2 separate regions of the Gossypium raimondii genome follow, and region 2 is linked to region 1. Evidence: chromatin contacts called from public Hi-C data. All regions are on one chromosome and are shown on one strand. Each heading gives the region's core, a stretch centred on a gene start, on an enhancer-like site or on the middle of the called end of the contact. The rest is flanking DNA. Distances are from core to core; before and after follow the strand shown. Region 1 overlaps LOC105767251 (ankyrin repeat protein SKIP35). Region 2 holds the start of LOC105767243 (acyl-coenzyme A oxidase 4, peroxisomal).

Region 1 (6,864 bases), core at 3,059-5,558:
TGAGTGTTCGTTGGAAATGAGAATTAATGGCTCTTATGTTGCAAATAAACAAAAAAATATTTTAAACTATTTATAAAGGGTCCCTAGCTTTAATAAAAAAATCAAAAATGTATCACATCAGCAATATGTTAGTGAATTAAAAGATTTTTTAACTACAGTAATCAATTCGATAAATTATCTTAATTAAAATGACTAAATTGACAAAATAAAAGTTAGAGTACCTAGAATAGAAATGATGCTATTTTAAAGTGACCTGCAGTGAATATTATTTGAATCGAACTAGACCAGCCGAGGTACCCGTCTGAAAAGGGGCTCTGAACCAATTGACCCTAGAATCGATATGAATCGAGTAAAAAATTAGTTGAATCCGATGGTTGAACTAATTAAACCAAATTTTTGTTTTTATTTTTTAATTTTTTAAAATTCTTAGTAAATTTTTACTTAAACCGATTAAAATGATCAAACTGATAATCTCACAAATTCAATCACCGGTCTAAAATCGGAAAACATTGCCTGTGGTGTAGTTAAAAAAAATCTACTTAGAGCAGAGAAGAAGACAGTAGGGGAAAAAGTACGCAATAAATTAGATGATGTAAATAGAAGGCCAGGGGTGAAGAACCTTGGAAGACACAATCTAACCCTCATTTTCCAAAACCGGCAACTTGCAAATGCACGTTCTGTTTCTGCTGTCATCCCATTCATTCACTGAACCCATCCACCTCACGCTCTCTCTTTCTCTCTCTATAATGTATATAATTCCTTGGTACTATTGTTATTGAATTGAATTTTGTTCTTACCGATCGACCAACAACACATTACACATGAACAAAGAAAGAATATTAACTTAAACAGGACAAAGGAGATGGAAACAGAAAAAAAGTGAGGGAAAAGAGAAAAGATCACTTGTTAAACCCAAACCCAAAATCCCATTTATTCCAAATTAATATCTATAGATTCACGCATCCTTCCTTTTCCGCTACCCCCTAAATTCCTTGCTTCCCTTCTCATTCTTCTTTAAAAGGGGTAAAAGATAAAAATGAAAACGAAAAGAAATTTATTGCAGATGGAGTTACCTTACATGCCATATTCCTGTTGCTGTGTTAGATATTGAGATCAGCAGAGGCCCTCTCCCTTTCTTTCTTCTCATTCTTACCGCCACTTTCATCTTAAAAGGTATCTATCTATCTTCTCCCTTCATTGGCTATTAATTATAGACTATCATCTTAAAAATGAAATTCGTTCTTTTTTTCTTATTTATTTTGTATTTCTCTCCAAGTAGCTAGATCTTGTTTTCGAAGTCTCTAGATCTCATTTCTTAGTTTTTTTTTTTTTTCTTATTCTTTTACCCAATTACCAAACCTCAATCTCAAGAGTGGTTTGTAATTTACTTAACCTATATATCCTATTTATTGAAGTCTGGTCAAAATGATTCCTTTTCTATTCTAATATTTTAGTTTAGTGTGGTTCCATTACCTTAATGTTGTTCATTTCCGTAGCTTTTGAATGCCTTTGTCTTGGTCTTGAATCGATTTAAATGCCGGAATGAAGCTGCAGGTGCATCATTGGAAACGGCGTTTCATATCCCATAATTTGAAGTCCGATTGATACGTAATTTTGCATTTGTAGATGCTTCAAATCTGAAGAAAGTGAGCCAATTGTTGAGCCTGGCTGTCAGTCCAAGAGTAATTGCGTCTCACCTGAAACTTGAGCATCCTTTACTTGCCTGATCTGGACTGCATTGCAGAATCTTAGTGGTGCTTGAATCGCATCGTGCGATAAAGCATCCTTTCTATTGGTTTAAAGAAACTGGGTTTTGGGTGATGCAATTGGGGAGCATATTCTTTGGGATGAAAGGGCTATGCAATCACTAACTACATATTCATCTTCAATCCTTTCTCTGCTGCTGTTTGCCTAAACATGGTCACATTTCCGATTCTACATTGACTTCGCATTTCAAAGAGAGTATCCAGTCTATAGGGGCTGGCTAAAGAAGGGGTTTGATCTGGGGTGTCAAATAAAGAGGAATTGTTGAAGGTGTGCAGATTCATACTCAAATATGAGAGTTGGTAAGTCGGCTGTAGAGAGAAAGAAAGGGGAATATGAAGGATTACAAGGAGGTGGTAGAAAATCATTACAGGCGAAATACTTCAGCTTGGAATCTCTGCTTCTGCTAATATGTCTAACAGCATCCTTGCTCATCCTTCCCTTAATACTTCCACCGTTACCTCCCCCACCTTTCATGCTGCTACTGCTTCCCATTGCCATTTTAACCGTGCTAATGTTTTTGGCTTTCATGCCTTCTAACGTTAGGGATATTACTTTGTAAATTGGGGTCTAGAACTGCAACCCCCCAGGGATACAATTTTATTTTTATTTTTATTTCCCAATAGATATTTGAAAATGAAAGAATTTGTTATTTGTTACGTGTCCCTTGCCAAGCTACAATGCCTCATTCTTACGAATTGCACTACTTAACTGCTGCATCTTGGTAGGAATTAATATAATTAATAATGAGATATGAAAGAGATAAATCATTGTTGAACTTTCTTTTGGAGAAACCAAAACTCTAAAATCTTTGCAGAATATCAGAAGACTTGAGGAGAAGATTTGAAGATTGAAGCCCCAATGAATTTGGAGAAATTTTGTAGGAACTCTAATAATGTTTTGAAGAATTGTCATCCACTCTCCAATCTCATTCAACCAAAAAAAAAAAAAACCTTTCTCTTCTTGATAAAATCTTTAGAAGGTGCACAAAGCGGAGTTATCCGTTTTGGAAAGTTTTAGAAAAGGCTTTCTCCAATTTGCTTCCATGAATACAAAGGATATCAAACATGTTCAATATCTCAATAGGATATCAAACCATTTCTTTAAAATCTCAATGGTTCATGAAGCAGATTGCATCCATCCTAGATAATTTTGGATCAAATTTTGTTGAAAAAATAATCAAAAGGTTTCTTTTCATTCAACACCCAAGTACAATTTTTTTGTGAAATTCATTGTATGTTTCCAATTTTTCATGTCTTATTTGACTAAAATTTTGCATCTACAATGTATGGCTAGCTTGAGAAATACTCCAAGCAAAGGTCTAAATATAGGGTTGCCGCCATGTTTGCTTGGGAAGTGCTCGCAGCTTGAATTTACTTGGCTATTGAATGATAAACGAGTGGTCGCTGCTTTTCAACATCACGTTAATATTCTTCATACCTCAGATGCTCAACCTTTAATACTTTTCCAACGCCTCGATTACTTTTTATTTCTACCATGTTAATTCTTTAACTGATAGAGCCCTAATCGTGAGCTGACGCGAGCCTACTTGTACTGGTGAAAAGAGGTTTTTATTTCTGGTTCACAAAAACTCTTGTGCAGGTGGAGATATCAGTACATTACAGTACTTTAGGATTACATATATAACGATAATAATACAATCCCATCATAGTATATCAACCCTTTTTGCGAAAATAGTTGCTCTCTGTCTTGCATTATAGATGAACAACATATCTATACCTACTATATTATGATATACGTGCCATAGAAGAAGCGCTGCAAATCACACGATGGAAGGAAATTTGACAAACTTAGAAGCTTTGTGACGTACCAACTGCTAAAATGATATTATTACGTATGGCACATAGGGTCAAGGGCATGCGAAAATCCAAGAGGTCTAACCAACACTGGGAGCACGAACCAAAAATGGAGGAAGGTGATGTTCCAAAGTAGCTAGAAGCTCTCTGCCTTGACTTACCTCTTCTAATGACCCACCTCCAAGCATTCGAACAGCTTCAACAAGCTGCCCCCTCAGCCTTTGCGATAACAGACGACCCCCCACCTCAACACATTCCCTGTACAGTGGCATGTATGCAATTCCAACCCTCAAAGGAGCTGGCAGATCCCTTAAGCAAATTGGAGATTCCCCCCTCTTCAAAATCCTCATCAGCTTCATGTAATGTTCTTGCCCTTGCTTTAATCCATCCAAGAAAGCTGCCTCTGACCAGTGTTCTTGAACAAATGCTCTCAGCTCAGGAGCAACAGCCTCATCATCAGACTTTGCAATGCTGTCTGCAACAGCATAAGTAGCAGCAGCATCACCTAAGAAGTCAGAGTGGAGGAGAAACGCAACACCATCAAGAGATCCCCCACTTCGTTCACCCGCAGCCTTAAGAATTTCGATGCTGAGGGCCGTTAGGACATGCTTAGGAACATGGGGGAGGAGATATGCAGCCACACCAACTTGGCTGCTGGAAGTAGCGGCAGTGAGGGCCAGACAGAGCTCCATGTCTCGACAACCTCTTTTAACAAACCACCGGACAACCTGCATGCATCCTCTTTCAGCTGCTCTCATTAAAGGGCCCAAAAACGCCATAGCATTACCCTCTTCCACTAGACACTCCATTGTCCCAATCTTGCAGTAATGCGAGGCAAAACCCAAGGCAAGATCAACATCAACATCCAAGCTATTCCGTTGGGCAATCTAGACCAGAAAAATGCCAAATAACCAAACAAGAATTATTAAGGAAATGTCAGTAAACAATAAAATAATGATAATAATAATCTTTTCTTTTAAAAAAAATAAGAAAAGAAGCCCTTCTCTTATAGCAAAAGTGAAAGCACACCTCAATTTCCATTGTTACAAGAAAAAATATAAATCTGATTAGGGTGTGATTCTAGCTTCGGTTCCTCAATTTGAGTTTTTCCGTGGAATCTGTTAGGCTCACTTACGTCTAAACAAGAAAAAGCCATTACATTTTCCCACAGGGCTTTCCATCACTTGCATATTTTCCCAATCTAAATGCTTGGATTCCCTCACCACATTTGTGAGAGAGAGAGTATCAATCTTATGCAGTCTAGGAATAAAAAGGAATGTTATGACATAACTAGTTCAGACCATGTTTACTCTTGGAAACGTCTGATTATGTAAGGAATAACTACCACTTGACTACCCCTCATATCTCCAAATAGAAATTAGTTTACATGCAAGAACACCAAATAATTCTACGACTACAAGTAACCATAACTAAAATGTGCAGAGTGAGATTTTGTTCAAAAATAACTAAGAAACCCGTTCCATCCAAGGACAAGATAGAGTGTAAGAATCAATCACCAAGTAGAATGAGATTATGTTCACTTTAAAGCCTAAATTGGAAATTTTCTAACATAATGATTTTCTGTGTTCAGCATATACACAGTAGCACTATTTTCTTTCACCCTACTTGTTTAAACAAATCTTGAATAATGTTTCATGGCCACACAATCTCTCACAGACACCTTGAATAATGTCAAGGCATCTTCAACAAAGAATTAAGAAATTGCAAACAAGTAACTTGAAAATGTTGGGATTGTGCATCTCTCTCCCAAGAGGATTAACATATGGATGCATGCCACTGGCAGAACTTAAAAGTAGGCACAGAATCACAAATACACATGCACATATAGAGACATGCATGCATTTATCATTTTGATTTTGAGCTCTTGTTGTAGTTCCTCAAAAACATGTTTGATATTTCATTCCATATTCCACTTAAGACCCCATAACAACAAGAAAATTGCTCATTGAAATAATAACAAGAAAACATGTAGGCTGACCAAAAAACAATTTTAGGAAGTGCAACCTGCCTGATTGACTTAATTACCCTTAATCCTATTGCAATATTAAACGAATCTTAACCAATTAATTTTTTATATAGCCAAAAAGTTATGCACGCTTCCTTTGACAAATTAATTTGAAGAATTAGTTTCAACTCATTCCTTTGCCAAAGAGCAAAACCTTGGTTCTTGAAAAATGCTACATAAACATACACAGCCAATAAATGAGAAAATGTCAAATCCCATTCCAAAGAAATAATACACACCTGCAATAAAATGCGAACAAGTTCTGTACTGCCGAATCGAGAGGCTTCAAGGAAACACTGGTTGACATTGTCTGCACCCCCCTCCACCAACATATCCAACAAACCTTGGATCACCGTAGCTGAGATCCCAGAAGCCCAGCCAGCATCAAATGAGCTAGAGAAGAGTGTAAGAGGAAAGCAAGCTGCATCAAATGCTTCTGTAAAATCCTTTCCCGTAAGTTGGTTGCCAGCAAGATCTAGGAAAGTCTTAAACGCAGTTAACTGGAGTTGTATTTCAATAGCTGAGCAATGATTCACTCTATCGTTGCTCCCCTGACAGCGAGAATGGGAACCTATACATTTCAAAGCCCATTCGGTGAACTTTTGCACCTTGGCACCAGCTTCTGCCTTCAAGACCTCATCCCCATGGCATTCTTGTAGGCGCTCGTGCAACCTAATGAGAACCAATACAAAAAATTGGCACATACGGAATGAATAACCAATTAGGCAAGGTCTTCTACAAAAAGTAAGGAAAAAGCAATGGTAAACTCCATTTTTTTCCTGAAGCAGATTTTATAGAAGACACTCACAAAGAGTATCATATGGCATGAGGAAAACATTCAAGCAGTAACTTTTAATAAGTTCATTTCAGATTATTTTTTCCAAAATAGTGAAATCAATGACATAAAACAGGCTGCATACATTATATGCATCTTTCATTAGACCTATCTTAAGTAGGCCCACTCTCCAATATACTACAAGCCACACACATAAACACTCCAAGTTCAATAACTAATTCAAAGCCACTTTTTTTGGTTGAATTCAAACCTTACTTCATGGGAAAAAAGGTGTGAAGGTTCATTCAATCAGATTTACAGAAAAACAGAAAATAACTTCTACTTCAGTTCTCAGAAACTATCTAAGCCAGAAGCAGGGAGAAATGCACAATAGTTAGGATTCTCTTATATGATGAACATAAGTGCAGTGAGTCTAATGCAACAAAAAATGTACAGTTACCTGATTGTTATGCGTGATCATA
Region 2 (6,864 bases), core at 2,400-4,899, 120 kb before region 1:
GGCGGCTGTGCTTGCTCATCTCAGGTGCCTTAAAGCTGGCAAAACCAGTGATTTCCCTACCAGTTACCAAGCTGTTGATATCATACGTGCCTTCATATGTATAAATGGGTTCCATATCACAGAATGCCTGCATGGAATGGTGACACCAAGAACGGAAAACTCAAATATGTTTTCTATAAGGAATTTTTCTTTAGATCTGGATGACAATAAGGACCAAATCTTAAGTATACCAACTTCCCAAAGGCAGACATCTAATAACTGTTCATTATATACTTGATAGACTATTGGGAGGATCTCAGGTTTGGATTAGGTTTGTCAAACTGCATCCTGATTAACCAATAGATATATTCTACCATGAAGATGTGAATACGTGATTTTGTTTTGAAAGCAGAGAATGATAACCTTTGCAACATGAAAATCAGCCAGAATTCCATTGCCACCAAGTAATTCCCTCCCAAGCACGACTGTCTCTCTTGCCCTCAATGTGATCCATGACTGAAGACCATAAAAGTTTGTCAGGGCTTAACTAACTCAGAGTGAAACCTCGTATGAAATCACAGGTTTTACATATCTTAAAATGTTTATACCTTTCCCAAGCTAGCATGACCAGGAGTCATTTTACCCTTATCATACAATTTGCAAAGGCGCCAACCAACAAGGGTCATTGCTTGAATATCACCTAGCATTAGAGAAAGTTTCTGTTGGTTAAGTTGAAATGCTGCCAATGGAGCTCCAAACTGTTTCCTCTCCTTCAGATACCTACATCAAAGCAAATGCAAAACAGGTCACCTTACATGCTTGATATGTCATTCTTCAAATTGAGAATAACAGCACCCATTGCAATACCTCAAACACATGTCATAGACACCCATTGATATGCCAATAGGTTGCCATGCAACCATTACTCGTGAAACAGCCAGTACCTGCTTTTCCATGGTGACAGATCACATTTTCATGAATAAAGCATAAAATCCCGCAGGATATATTGAAAGGCACCAATATAAAAAAAAAAGGTTAAATCCTACCACTGACCATAGATTATCAACCAATTAGCAAGCAGAAATATGAGCTGAGATGCTATCATTATCTCAAACAGGCTATTTGAACATACCTTGTTTGTATCTAGAAATGAGTTTAGACCAGGTAATCGGTCCTCATCAGGAACAAAGACATTCTTTAAGAGAATATCACCATTTTGCACAATTCGCACTCCAATCTTGTTTGCTATTTTTGTAGCTTTCAGTCCAGGGGAATTCTTCTTAACAATATATCTGAAACAGATGGCAGAAGCATCCCATTTTAAGGAAAAGGAGAATGCAATGAATACTGAATCTAGCCACCTTTTTATTTGCATTGTTATTGCTTCTCTCTCTGCTTGGTTACAATAATGTAAACTTTGAAAATTATGACTTCCATTTATGTTCTTTAAAATCCTAACGTAAATTCAAAATGGACAAAAAGTCCTAAATATCTTTCTCGCCCCTTCTTGAAATGATAACCAGATTTGAACATTTCCACCTCTTCAAGATCATTAAGCCCTTAATGGTACTTGAGTAAAAATTCTCAACTGAAATGTTGATTTGGCTTTTCATTCTATGTTTGTAAATACTTCCTAGTTTCTAGTGAACATACAAGCATGTGTATTTATTGACTATTAGATGGCGCTTGTGTTTACGACCAAATGCTAAATTCTTTTCAATGTCTTTCTTACATACTATTTCATTTACCCATTTATCTGATTGGTTGTGATATTCCTGGCAAAAATAACCAACACATCAGCAAAAGTACTGTTTCCTATCCAGCGTTTTTGTCCGTCAATTATCCAACCTCCCTCTACCTGAAATTTTTTATATGATAGCAAACATGATACAAGCACAAATTTTAGAATGTTTAGCAGTATAATAAGCTATACTAAAAAAGACAATCGAAAACCAATAAACAAGGTTGAGGGCAGACCTTTCTTGCAGTTGTATTAACAGCACTAGCATCACTTCCATATTCAGGCTCAGTCAAAGCCTAAAGATAAAATGATACATATTTTTTTTTAAAAAATCCTTCAGAGTTAAAGCTGAAAAATGAAATTAAAGCCTCCCAAAATGTTATTCCAGAAAGAAATACTACCCAACAAGCTATCGTCTTTAACTGTGCCAAAGAAGGTAAATACTTCTGCTTCTGTTCCTCTGACCCACATGATGCTGTTCTTGATGGTCCAGGCAATTTATGCAAAGGTCATATTTATCAGTTATCTTCTCTAAGAAAAAATAAATAAATATACACATGCCATTAATTAATATGTAAAACAGAAAGGAAAGTTGTTTCATAAATCTCACCAATTGTAAGCATGCCTACAGAATGCACCAATAAAAATGTAGAGCAACTTGCATCAACTCTAGCAATCTCTGCATTTGCAATAGCACTAGTAGTGATGGAGAGACCAGGGGATCCATAACCCTGCAAATCATAGATAACCAAACATCATACTCACTTGAGTTACACTTCAAGAAAGAAGGAGATAAGTTAAAAACAAAAAATTTAATGTAGGAATAACCTCGGTATTAAAGCCAGCAATTCCAAGATCAGCAAGTTTTGGAAGAATTTGGAATGGAAACTCTGCCTTCTCCCAATACTGGGAAAATTTTCAGATCAGTTTCTTTCTTGGTAAATGTGTAAGTAAAAACAATGATAAAAAGCAATTAACCCTAAAAATCATCAATCCAAGTTGTTAGACCAATCATGAACAGCATCTGAAAGATACCTCCGCCATTATAGGAGCTACTTCTTTTTCCATAAACTCTCTTACTTTCATTCGGAGAGTCTTCTCCTCAGGACTCAATAGATCATCAAATCGATAATAATCAGAAACTGTATTTATTTTTCCCAAAAGCAAAACACGCATATAATTAGAACTCAAGGTTTCCCATTTGATAACAACACATAGTCAAAATCTATAAAAAGATTTAGCACTCCAGAACCAATATTTTATCAAGTTGAGATGCATTAATGAAAAAAATACAAGATTTTAGAAGAGCTATAAAATTCATACCAGACGGAGGAAAAACAGATGCTGGAGATGCTTGAGGGAATGCAACCGAAACATCCAAAGGTGGTGAAGGTTTGTCACTTTTTTCAGTTTCATCTGTGAGACATCAAAGACAACAAATCTTTGACTAAAGCCAAACAACACAATAATCGCAAACACAACAACGTTGAAGCTGTCACTGTAAGAAAACAGCTAATAAAAATATAAAGTTTTTTCTTCTTTGAATTCTATTCTTCCCTGAATTCATCCAGAAATAATATGTAAAGCTCCAAACTTTCATAAAATTTTCTTGCTATAATTAACATAGAGTCGCTAGTATTAAGTTTCTTAAAAATTGTCAAGTGCTTAGTTAGTTCTATCATTTGGGGGGAAAATTAAGATCGAATACCAAAAAGGAAAAAAGGAAAAGACAAAATTTTGAAAATCAACTTGCAGATAAAACGAACCTTGAAACTTGGATGGAAGTATCATGGTGATGGACTGACAAGTTCCTTTATTATACTGATAGAAACAAAATAGAAGGAAAATGGAGGAAAAGAAAGGCCAGGTAGAAGCATGATAAAAGATAGAGGTTTTATATTGTTTCTTTATGTTGGCACATGGATAACGATAAAGTTGGCGGTAGGGTCCCTATTACTAAATGTGAAAGTAGAATTAGCACGCAATTTAGGTTGAATGGTAATACAAGTAAATGATCAAAGGCTGGCTCCCACCAGGTGTGGTTGGGGTCAATCCTAATTAATATATTATAATAGTAATGATAGCACCAACAAATAAAAATTTGAAAATAAGTTTGACATGTAATTCATCTTCTGGTAAGAAATGATTGAATGAAATTGTGATTTTATCTTTTTCTAATAGGATAATAATAAATTAGATTTTTTCTCTTAATTTTTAGCATTTTTAGCTGGATTTAAATTTTTTTCAGGAGAAAAAATCTAAAAATCAAGAGAAAAAATATGATTTGTTATTCTCCTATTGGAGAGGGAGAAGGATAGGAATAACATAAAATTACGGTTTCATACTAGAGGTGCTTATAGGCCGGGCCGGGCACAACCAAAATTTTAGGCCCAGACCTAGCTTGGCCCAAAAAATGGGCCTAAAATTTTGCTCAAGCTCAGTCCGAATAAAAATATTAAAACCTGGACTTGGCTCGACCCATATTATTTTTTATATTATTTATATATATTTTTAATATATATAATATATCAAAAATACTAAAATATTAAAATAAATATTTCCCAACAAATTTAAATATATATATATATACTTAAATAACACTAAGATAGGTGCAACTTAACAAGTAAATGCCTCTAAAATAGTAACAAAATTAACAATAACAACAAGAATTATACAATAACAACAAAATAGTAGCAACATAATAGTGAAATTGTAGCAAAATAGTGAAAAAAAAAGAAAATAGAAAAAAAAAGTTAAAAAAATAGCAAAAAAATTGCAATATTTTTTTTTTTGCATATTCGAACTGGGCTGGGCCCAGGCCAAAAAAACCTTACTCGAGGCTCGGCTCATTTTCTAAATGGACCTTTTTTTGCCCATATCCATTTTTCGGGCCTATATTTTTACCCAAACCATCCCACTTTTCGGGCGGACCTTTGGGTCGACCTATAACACCCCAAAATAGGGCCTAGGAGTTTTAGGAGTATTTTAGGAATTTTGGCCTAGACAAGCTCGAAAATTTGTAATGTTGGTACTTGGTAATGTTTTCGACTCTGGCATCTTAAGTGTCAAACCAAATTTTGAAAAAGTGTTCTAGAAACCCTTAATTTTAGAGAAAGAACTAATTTGTAACATAGTTAAAACAGTGAGCATTTATGTGGCAATTAAACCAGTTTTTAAAATTGAACCTAAAAACCTTTACTTTCAGCCTAAACTTGCGATAGTTGTTCTTCAAGTTTGTAGTTGCCGCCCCTTGTTCTTTCCCTCACCATTCCATTGATTTTTATCCCCAAATCACAATACCTTGATTTCTTATCATTCCCAAGTCATTTTCCATCATAAATCTCCAAGAAAAACGCTAAAAAATGCCATAGATTTCACCGTATTCTTCAAACGTGGGGTTTTTGGATTTACGTCAAAACTCATTCATTCTTTCAATAAAGGTAATCATTCATGTATTTATTGGTTTCTAATGTCATCTAGACTCTAAAACTAAATTATTAACCCTAAAATCATATGCTTTAAATAAAAGCTAAAAATCGAGCCATTAATGGTGAATTTCGGGATTTTGAGTCAAAACTTGGTTTAAAAGTTTTTTTCAACTTGTTTTAGCATGATTAGAAGGTTTTAAAACCTATCTTGAAGTTTTGTTAAAGATTTCTCATGTTCTAATGAATTTTGTGAAAATTACCTAAAAGATGTCGAAAAATGTCGATACCATGAATTGAGTAGATTTGTCTAGTTTGAAGGTTACGAGTTAGGCGTAGATGATTAAGTAGATGAACATAACTGATTTTATGCAAAAAGGTTGAGTATAGATGAATATATTAGTATATAAAGTTTGTTGTGTTAATAGTTTAAGTTACATAAGAACTTAGCTTAAAGCTTGTGTTTTAGTTGGTTTGAGTGGATTCTTGGTTGATATTTGACTATGGTTATTGTATGATGCATGTGTGTAAAGCTTCAGATTTGTTAGAGCTTGCTACAAGCTAGTAAAGTGTTAGTTGAGCTTTCGATTTTCGATAAAAGCAAAGTGATGAGTGTATGGGATTGCTACTCGTAAACATGAGTCGTGTGTATGGGATAAGCTTTCTTGAAACTATACTTGTCTTGTGGTTATGTGGTTATATAATATGCATGATATGTGATAAGTGGATATGGTGATTATTTTGTAAAGTGCAATTATATACATGTAATAAATGTGTAATACATATGTTATATGACTATGCTAGTGTTTTGCAAAAGATGCTAATATGCAGTGTTAGTGCACAAATAATCGGTAAGTAATATGTGTTGTTTTTAGATATTTTGGCCTTGTGATCTTGGAACCATAGGATATAGTTAGCATGCCATAGGATTGTGGGTACTCACTTATATGTATAGTGGTTTTGGGCATTGAGGCCCTGGGACATGTTTGGAGGGATAAGGGAATGAGAGCTAAGCTCCATTCAACGAGACAAGTTAGGGGAAATAAGGAGAGTGTTAGCTATACGTTTTACTTTTGAGACCTGTTGTCTCTTTGAGTCTATGTGGTGTAACGAAGATCCGTGTATCTAATGAGTGATGATAGAGCTCACTATATGTTTCATAACTCAAGTGGCAATCTATCTTGTCTTTTAAAACTATGGAAATATATATCTGTGTTATGTGATGTATGCTTAAATGAGTATATATGCATTGTGAGAATGAACTATTAGATGATGCATGACTTAATACCATATGATGTTAGACTTATGAATAGGGTGCTTGTGTATAACTGATTGGTTGTGTTGTTGGATGACATGTTTGCGTTGTGGAAATTCTTGCATTCACTGAGCTTGTTAAAGTTCACCACTCATTTCAACACATGCAAATCAGTGACGTCACGTTGTGGGTGGTGTGGTTTCCGAGGGAGTGATCCAAAGAAGTCTGGTTATTCTTCGTAAGTGCTTTATTATTTATATTTGTTTTGGGGAATAGGCAATGTTGGCATGACGTTGGCATGAATATTCCTGTTTGGATTGCGTTGAATGATGAAATTAATAAAGTAAGGGATGCATGATGTTTAGGAACTACTTGAGATAATTTATTTGCACTTTTATGCTGCATTTTTTGCTTCAGTAGTAGAGGTGTCGATATTCAGGATTTAAAATTCATACCTCTATGAA

Evidence for each region. Hi-C and Micro-C count contacts between places; a contact is called where the count stands out from the background.
Region 2: a Hi-C map of leaf shows a contact between it and region 1, with 4 times the contacts expected there. The contact joins the promoter of LOC105767243 here to the enhancer-like site in region 1. A contact is called at or near these places in 2 of 2 Hi-C or Micro-C datasets (both in leaf).

What each region holds. Positions count from the first base shown.
Region 1 is chr13:22,783,720-22,790,583 of ASM2569854v1, reverse strand. It overlaps LOC105767251 (ankyrin repeat protein SKIP35), which reads right to left. Exons shown (of 4, transcript XM_012586767.2): 3 at 5,847-6,279; 4 at 3,314-4,468. The coding sequence ends at 3,662. Among protein-coding and RNA genes, the nearest start is that of LOC105767251, 5.5 kb to the right of the region's middle. Within about 2 kb of position 4,308, the one cell type or tissue checked has open chromatin away from gene starts, as enhancers often do. A contact at or near this core is called in leaf, where this site is marked.
Region 2 is chr13:22,900,239-22,907,102 of ASM2569854v1, reverse strand. LOC105767243 (acyl-coenzyme A oxidase 4, peroxisomal) reads right to left here and starts at 3,649. Exons shown (of 13, transcript XM_012586750.2): 1 at 3,487-3,649; 2 at 3,044-3,136; 3 at 2,756-2,862; 4 at 2,549-2,626; 5 at 2,331-2,451; 6 at 2,122-2,195; 7 at 1,957-2,016; 8 at 1,728-1,837; 9 at 1,112-1,271; 10 at 847-923; 11 at 588-759; 12 at 403-495; 13 at 1-127. The coding sequence starts at 3,511.